Linked DNA regions of Anser cygnoides: region 2 is linked to region 1. The links are chromatin contacts, called in public Hi-C maps. All regions are on one chromosome and are shown on one strand. The core of a region is the stretch at or near the end of the contact, and the rest is flanking DNA. Distances in the headings are between cores, read along the strand shown. Region 1 holds the start of CCDC82 (coiled-coil domain containing 82). Region 2 holds the start of CWC15 (CWC15 spliceosome associated protein homolog).

The links. A called contact is a pair of places that touch in the nucleus more often than the background predicts.
Region 2: a Hi-C map of liver shows a contact between it and region 1, with 2.6 times the contacts expected there. The contact joins the promoter of CWC15 here to the promoter of CCDC82 in region 1. A contact is called at or near these places in 2 of 7 Hi-C or Micro-C datasets (granulosa cells and liver).

The regions. Positions count from the first base shown.
Region 1 is chr1:200,060,915-200,064,296 of Taihu_goose_T2T_genome, forward strand. CCDC82 (coiled-coil domain containing 82) reads left to right here and starts at 1,273. Exons shown (of 8, transcript XM_048048107.2): 1 at 1,273-1,413; 2 at 1,918-2,470; 3 at 3,102-3,321. The coding sequence starts at 1,925. The region is part of intron 2 of LOC125180075 (a long non-coding RNA gene); the gene reads right to left.
Region 2 is chr1:200,615,098-200,618,771 of Taihu_goose_T2T_genome, forward strand. It overlaps CWC15 (CWC15 spliceosome associated protein homolog), which reads left to right and starts at 1,812. Exons shown (of 7, transcript XM_066989868.1): 1 at 1,812-1,834; 2 at 3,505-3,643. The coding sequence starts at 3,513.

The DNA of each region.
Region 1 (3,382 bases), core at 23-2,522:
CTCACAAGACAGCAGACAGTAGTGCACAGCTGTGAAGAAGCTGCTTTCACAGGGAAGCCTCAGGCCAGGTGTTGGTGACCTGCCAATAACACCAAGCTGTGTGGTGGGGTCAACACGCTGCAGGGAAGGGATGCCATCCAGAGGAACCTGGACAGGCCTGAGAGGTGGGCCTGTGCAAACCTCATGACGTTCAACAAGGCCCAGTGCAAGGTCCTGCAACTGGGCTGGGGCAATCCCAAGCACGAATACAGGCTGGGCAGAGAATGGATTGAGAGCAGCCCTGAGGAGAAGGACCTGGGGGTGTTGGTGGATGAGAAGCTCGACATGAGCCAGCAATGTGCGCTTGCAGCCCAGAAAGCCAACTGTACCCTGTGCTGCACCAAGAGCAGGGCAGTGTGGCCAGCAGGGTGAGGGAGGGGATTGACCCCCTCTGAGAAGGGGAGACCCTCTGAGACCCCACCTGGAGCTCTGAGTTCAGCTCTGGGGCCCCAGCACAAGAAGGACATGGAAGTACTAGAGCAAGTCCTGAGGATGGCCATGAGGATGATCAAGGGGCTGGAGCACCTCTCTTGCCAAGACGGGCTGAGGGAGTTGGGGTTGTTCAGCCTGGAGAAGAGAAGGCTCCAGGGAGACCTTACAGCGGCCTGCCAGTACCTAAAGGGGGCTACAGGAAAGCTGGGGAGGGACTCTTTGTCAGGGGGTTTAGGGATAGGACAAGGGGGAATGGCTTTAAACTAGAAAAGAGAAGATTTAGATTAGATATTCAGAAGAAATTCTTCCCTCAGAGGGTGGTGAGGCCCTGGCACAGGCTGCCCAGAGAAGCTGTGGATGCCCCATCCCTGGAGGTGCTCAAGGCCAGGCTGGATGGGGCTTTGGGCAACCTGGTCTGGTGGGAGGTGTCCCTGCCCATGGCAGGGGGGTGGAATTAAATAATCCTTAAGGTCCCTTCCAACCCAAGCCATGCTGTGATCCTATATGAATCGTTCTACGACCTGCAGCCTCCAGTGGCCACCAGAATCCCCCTTACCCCATGCCTCACAAGCCCACAGAGCCTCAGGAACACAACTGTATCAGGCTGAAAAGCCATCACAACCAAGCCATCGCAGCCCAGCGCTACCCCCGCCTGCCAGGCGATGACCTGAGGGCCGGGAGGACGGCGGAGCCGTGCCCCGAGGCGGGGGCAGGACTCGAACCGGCGACCCCCCGAACTCCAGCACCGCGCGCCAACCTGCGAACCCCGTGCAAAGCACGTGACACCCCCCGCCTCCCCAATGACCTGTCAGCACTTCCGTAAACAGCCCGGGGGCTGAGTGACAGGCCGCGGCAGCCAATCGCGGCGCGCGGAGCGCTGGGTGGGGCGGCAACCTGCCCTCGGCCGCTCGCGCGCGCGCTGGGGCGCGGGAAGCGCTCCCGGTAACTAACGGCGGGGCCGGGCGGCGACAGGGCGCGACACGCCGCGATAGGTGGCGATATGGCGCGACAGAGCGCGACAGGGACCATCGGCCTGCGCCGTGGCGGCGGGGGGAGAGGGATGAGCCCCGTTGGGCCCGGCCCGGCTCCCGTCGGGGCGCCCCAGCCCCACCGGGGGGGCACAGGGCCCGGGGGGACACCGCGACAGGCCTGAGGTGGCCGGGCCCGAGCTCTCTGATCGGTGTGGGAGGGGGTGACGGACTTAAAGGTTTTTCCCATTTATTCAGGCCGGGTGGGGGTATTTCTGCTCGTAAGCGTGTTTTGAGGAAGGCGTGCCCTCCTCAGAAGTCCCGAGTTTGGCGTGGTGATGTTCGCTGCGTGTCTCACTGAAGGGCGCGTTAAATATCGGAGTTTTACGTGGTAAAATATGCCAGCTCTCCCTCCTTCTTTGGGATAACGTATTAGGTGCGTTGTCTTACCGGTGCGTGTTGTGGTGTGTTGACACAGCTTCCCAATGGAGGTAGGAGCAGGTGTGAGAAGGTACGAAACCAGAAATAAGACGGCAGGAGCGGAACTGTCGGCCAAATCCCGCGTGGACTGGAGACGCACTAAAAGGGAGCTCATACTGTTTGACAGCGATGACGAATCCTCGTTTGCCTCAGAGGAGGAAGAGTCCGCTGAATCCACCATGTCAGAAGACGGAGTGGGTGAAAAAGATGAAACTGTTCTGAAGAATGGCTTTGCGGATCAGGAGGAGAAAATCCACAGTGGGGAAATAACAGATGATGAATGCGTTGTGCCTGGGAAGCGTAAGAGGTTGAACAGCTCGGTACTGCACGACAGTGATGAAAGCGAGGACAGTGATATCCTTGTTAGGAAAGTTTTTGCCAAACGCCATTGTATAATTAATGAAGATGAGAGTTCCCAAGAACAGCAGCCTGATAAAACGTGCCCTGCAGAAGACGTTTCTACTAATAGGAAACAGAAAGTATTGGCAAAATTGAAAGGTCTTGCAAGACAAAGAGCATCTCGGACATCCTGTAGGAGTGAAAATTGTGAGGTCTGAATTTTATCTTTGAGCTTCAGTTCCACCACTAAATATAGAGGAAGATGGCAATTAATAGATATTAATCAGTAGGATTTGTAAAAATTTGTTTTGGTTTTTATTCATGACAAATCAGTAATCCTATCACATTTCAACAGTTGTCACGTGAACTAAATAACAATATTGACTGCTGAAGACCTTTAGTTCTAATTTAATTTTCATCGCTGAGGATTTAAGAATTTCCCTTCATTTGCTCTTTCAGGCTTTCTGATGACTAAGCAGCTTAGAATGCACATATCTATATTCTCTATGTTGTCAGAAAGGGAAAAAATATCTTTAATATTCCTTTTTCCTTAGGCTATCAGATTACTCTTATCAAGAAACAAAGTGCCTGTTGAAGCACCTTAGAAATCTCATGTTACCTTAATTCCTATTCAGTCTGTTTGACTGAAGAGAGGTACATGGAGATCGCTGATTTAAAGCAGAAAGTAATCGTCATGTAGTACAGAACGATGGATTTTTTGAGATATATTATTTCTTGTTAACAATTGTGGTCATTAGAAGGTCCAGTAGATGTAGTATTTTGATAGTGCAGACACTGAAAATTCTTGATTTGCTTTTGAAATATATTTTTTAATTTAATTAGGATACCAATAGTGAAACAGAAATAGAAGAGGAACCATTCTGTTACCTCACACCAACAGAAGAAAGTGAAACTGACAGTGATAGCATGAAAGACTTTATAGTTAATGATGAGGAAGAAGAAAGTGGTGATGACGACACAGAGCAAGTAAAGAGTGAAAAAAAGCAACAAAAAGAACTAAATACATCAAATAGCGAATTGCTGGCATACTACATCCCACAGTGTAAGATCAAAATTAGTTACAATTCTATATTTATAACTTGTTTTTAGTGCTGCAATAAATA
Region 2 (3,674 bases), core at 562-3,061, 550 kb after region 1:
CACAGCAATTATCGTTACTACCTACATGTTCTGATTGAAGTTTAAAACGTTTGCTAAGTTGCCTAAAATAACCTATGTAAAACTTCTACCATTGTCAAGAAGGAGTAGAAAATTTTCTTTGCTGCCAGCCAAAAGGATAGCTGCCAGTCTGTCATTTTCTAAGTACTGGAAATGCAAAGGGGAAAGTGGACTGGAGCAACACTGTAGGTGACAAATTCTGAAGAAATAATCAACCCAAAAATAATAAAAGACAATGTAAATAAACATGCCTTGCACCTCTTTAGACAAAGAGGCTCATCAAAGCAAAATTCCCAGAGGCAGGGTACTCAATTGGGAGTGTTTTCCTGCTGTCCCTAGACGTGTCTTCCAATCCAAATGGAAACAACACAGACTTCCTCGAGGTTCAGTGTGACTCGGAGCTGGTTTATAAATTCTTCTCACACAAACCAAGAACAGGACGTGGTTTCTTTGTACAAGGGCCCACTTCTTCCAAGTGCTTTCGTTGATGGCTTGCTGCCTACAGGGTGTCATTTGCATCAATTGCTGTAGCTCTCTGCATAGCAGTGTCTTTGGGGACCTCTTGCGGGCCCTCTTCTAAATTACATACTGGGTGAAGAGTAGCTCAGGAAAGTTTCCGTGTTGATTTTGCAGATCACAGAATCACAGAATCACAGAACGGCCGAGGTTGGAAGGGACCTCTGGAGATCACCCAGTCCAACCCCCTGCCGAGCAGGATCACCTAGAGCACATCGCGCAGGATGGCATCCAGGCGGGTTTGGGATATCTCCAGAGCAGGACACCCCACAACCTCTCTGGGCAGCCTGTCCCAGTCCTTTATTACCCTCACAGTAAAGAAGTGCCCCCTCATATTGAGCCAGAACCTCCTGTGCTTCATTTTGTGCTCCTTGCTTCTCATCTTGTGACTGGGCACAACTGAAAAGAGACCGGCTCCATCCTCTTGACACGCTCCCCTCAGACATGTATATATATTTATGAGGTCTCAAGATACATAAAAGAACCTTTTACTTCACATATCCTCATGTGATTCACAAAGGTTTAGCAACCAGATGCAATTTAAAAGCAAGGGCAAGCACAAGAGAGAAACTGTGTTTAATAACTGAATGCTACTCATTCACACTTTGGCTTTTTGGGAGGTATTTTTAGGGGACAGAAGTGAAAACACACCATTTTGAGGGTATTTTTAGGGGACAGCAGTGAAAACACACCAGTTTGAGGTTATTTTGGTGGGACAGCAGTGAAAACACACCAGTTTGAGGGTATTTTTTGGGGGGGGGGGGGCGGGGGGACAACAGTGAAAACGCACCAGTGTATTTTTAGGGGAGGGCAGTGAAAACACAGCAGTTTGAGGGTATTCTGGGGGGACAGCAGCGAAAACACACCAGTTTGAGGGTACTTTTATGGGACAGCAGTGAAAACACAGCAGTTTGAGTGGATTTGGGGGGACAGCAGTGAAAACACAGCAGTTTGAGGGGATTTTGGGGGGACAGCAGCGAAAACACACCAGTTTGAGGGTACTTTTATGGGACAGCAGTGAAAACACAGCAGTTTGAGGGGATTTGTAAGGGGGGGCACTGCTGACTGGCACGCTGAGGCTAACGTTGCCGATGCACACGGCTAAACAAAGGGAAGAACTGGGAGGTTTTATCACTCCCGTAGCTGTTCCTGTACTTCTTATTTGTGAACTCGCGTATAAACAGCCTGCAAAGGACCAGCCCCGAGGACAGAGGGCGCCCCTGCTGGACGCGCCGCGGCGCCATTTTGGGGCGTGCCCCTGCCCGGGGCAGCCATGATGGCGGGCGGGGCCGTCTCTATGGTAGGGCCCCGCGGCGCTCCGCCTGCCGGGCGCTGGGCGGGATGATGGCGGCGGCGTAGGGCCGGGCTGCGCTGCGGGAGGAGGCCGCGCTGTGAGAGGGGCCCTGAGGGGCTCTGAGGGGTCGGGAGGGCTCTGGGGCATCCTAACATCGGGGTAAGCCCCCTCGTTGTCGCTTGGGTTGGGAGGGAGCTGAGGAAGGCAGCGCGGCGGCCCTGCCTTGCCGTGGGCCCTGAGGTGGCTTCTCCAGTGCTGCGATCCCAAAACCTGACGAGAGCGGGCGGCCCCCGGGGGTTCGGGGGGGGTGGGGGGGCTTTTAAGGCCAAGGTAAATGCGGGCTGGGCTCGGCAAGGAGCAGGGGTGGTTGCTGGGGGGTGCTGGGGCTCCGGGTTGGGCCTGGTCCTTCACCTGAGCGCACAGATCCCCCTTACGCAGAGTTAGCACAGAAAGGACCTAAGAACAAGCGGCTTTCGCAAATTTTAGGTCTTGTAGAGGCCGTGCTGAGCCCCAGCTGGCTCACACGGCGTTTGGGAAGGTGTCAGCAGTTGTTAGTGAGCCTGGCTAGCTGCTGGCTCCCTTTTTGATTTGTGTTTGTGCCTGTGAAGTTAGTGGTGAGTGGGTGTCCTTTAGTCAGTAGTGAGTGGGCGTGCATGGCCCAGCGAAGCAGAAGTGAGTGCTGCTTTGTGTAACAGATTCCAGGTGGCACTGGTCGATCAGCCAGGCGGTGGTTGTGTATTGGCCGTGGTGTCTTGAGGCCTTGGCTGAGTGGTTTGGGCTCCTGGTCCCCGGCTCCTGTCCAGCAGCACCGCATGCAGCGCGTGCTGACAGCATGTCCGTGTGGCCAAGGCTGCTCAGAGCCTGTTTGCTTCTGTCTCACAGCTGCAGCTCTTGGCACCCTTTATTCCATTCTTAGGGCGTGCTGGTGGTAGGTGAGTTCCTGCAGGTTCTGAAACGGAGCTGCTGAAAGCTTCTGCCTTTGCCCAAGCAGGATATTTTGTTAATTGAACGTGGTTTACGTATGGTTGAAGCTGTCAGCCTTGTGCTTGCAGAGATAACATTACCCCTAGTGCTTCGTAAAGTTCTGCTGTCCAGCTGGAGCTCTGCGCGGGGCAATCCCACGGGGCTCTGCCACATTACTGATGTTGGTGCTGTGCCTGCACAGGAGAACTGACAGGGCCAGGGCAAGGGCTAGAGAGTACGGGTTGCATGATCATCATCACTGTTTAACTACCAACACCATCCTGGGCATGCTGTGAGCTGTGTCAGCCAGCATTGGTGGCGATGATACCGAGCCACACTTCAGGGAACGAAGGAAAAATCATTCCAGGCAGACATTTTTTGGCAGTCCTTTTTCCAGGGGAAAGAGTTTGGTTACTTGCTTACCACTGAGACTTAAGGATAGGAGACTGGCTCCTGGCATTTTATTTACTGTATAAACACAACCTTGCATTCTCGTTCAAATCTGTATGCCACCTTTCAGTCATGTTGGAAAAGACTTTCTTTTGAAAATCTGAATAGATTCTGTCAAGGAAAAAGCTCCTTAAATTTTAAGGGTCGGGTGCCAAGGGATGGTTAGAGGTTTGTTGCTACAGTTCCAGGAACAATGTAGCAGCTTCTGGTGACTGCCTTTCTCTGTAAGCTCTAATGGCTGCTTTTTGCCCTTGATTTTGTAGTCACTAAAATGACGACAGCAGCAAGGCCCACGTTTGAACCTGCGAGAGGAGGAAGAGGAAAAGGCGAAGGAGACTTAAGCCAGCTATCCAAACAGTATTCCAGCAGAGACCTTCCGTCTCATACTAAAATCAAATACAGGTAAGTACTGTCTGTTTGGTCTGGCTTATGG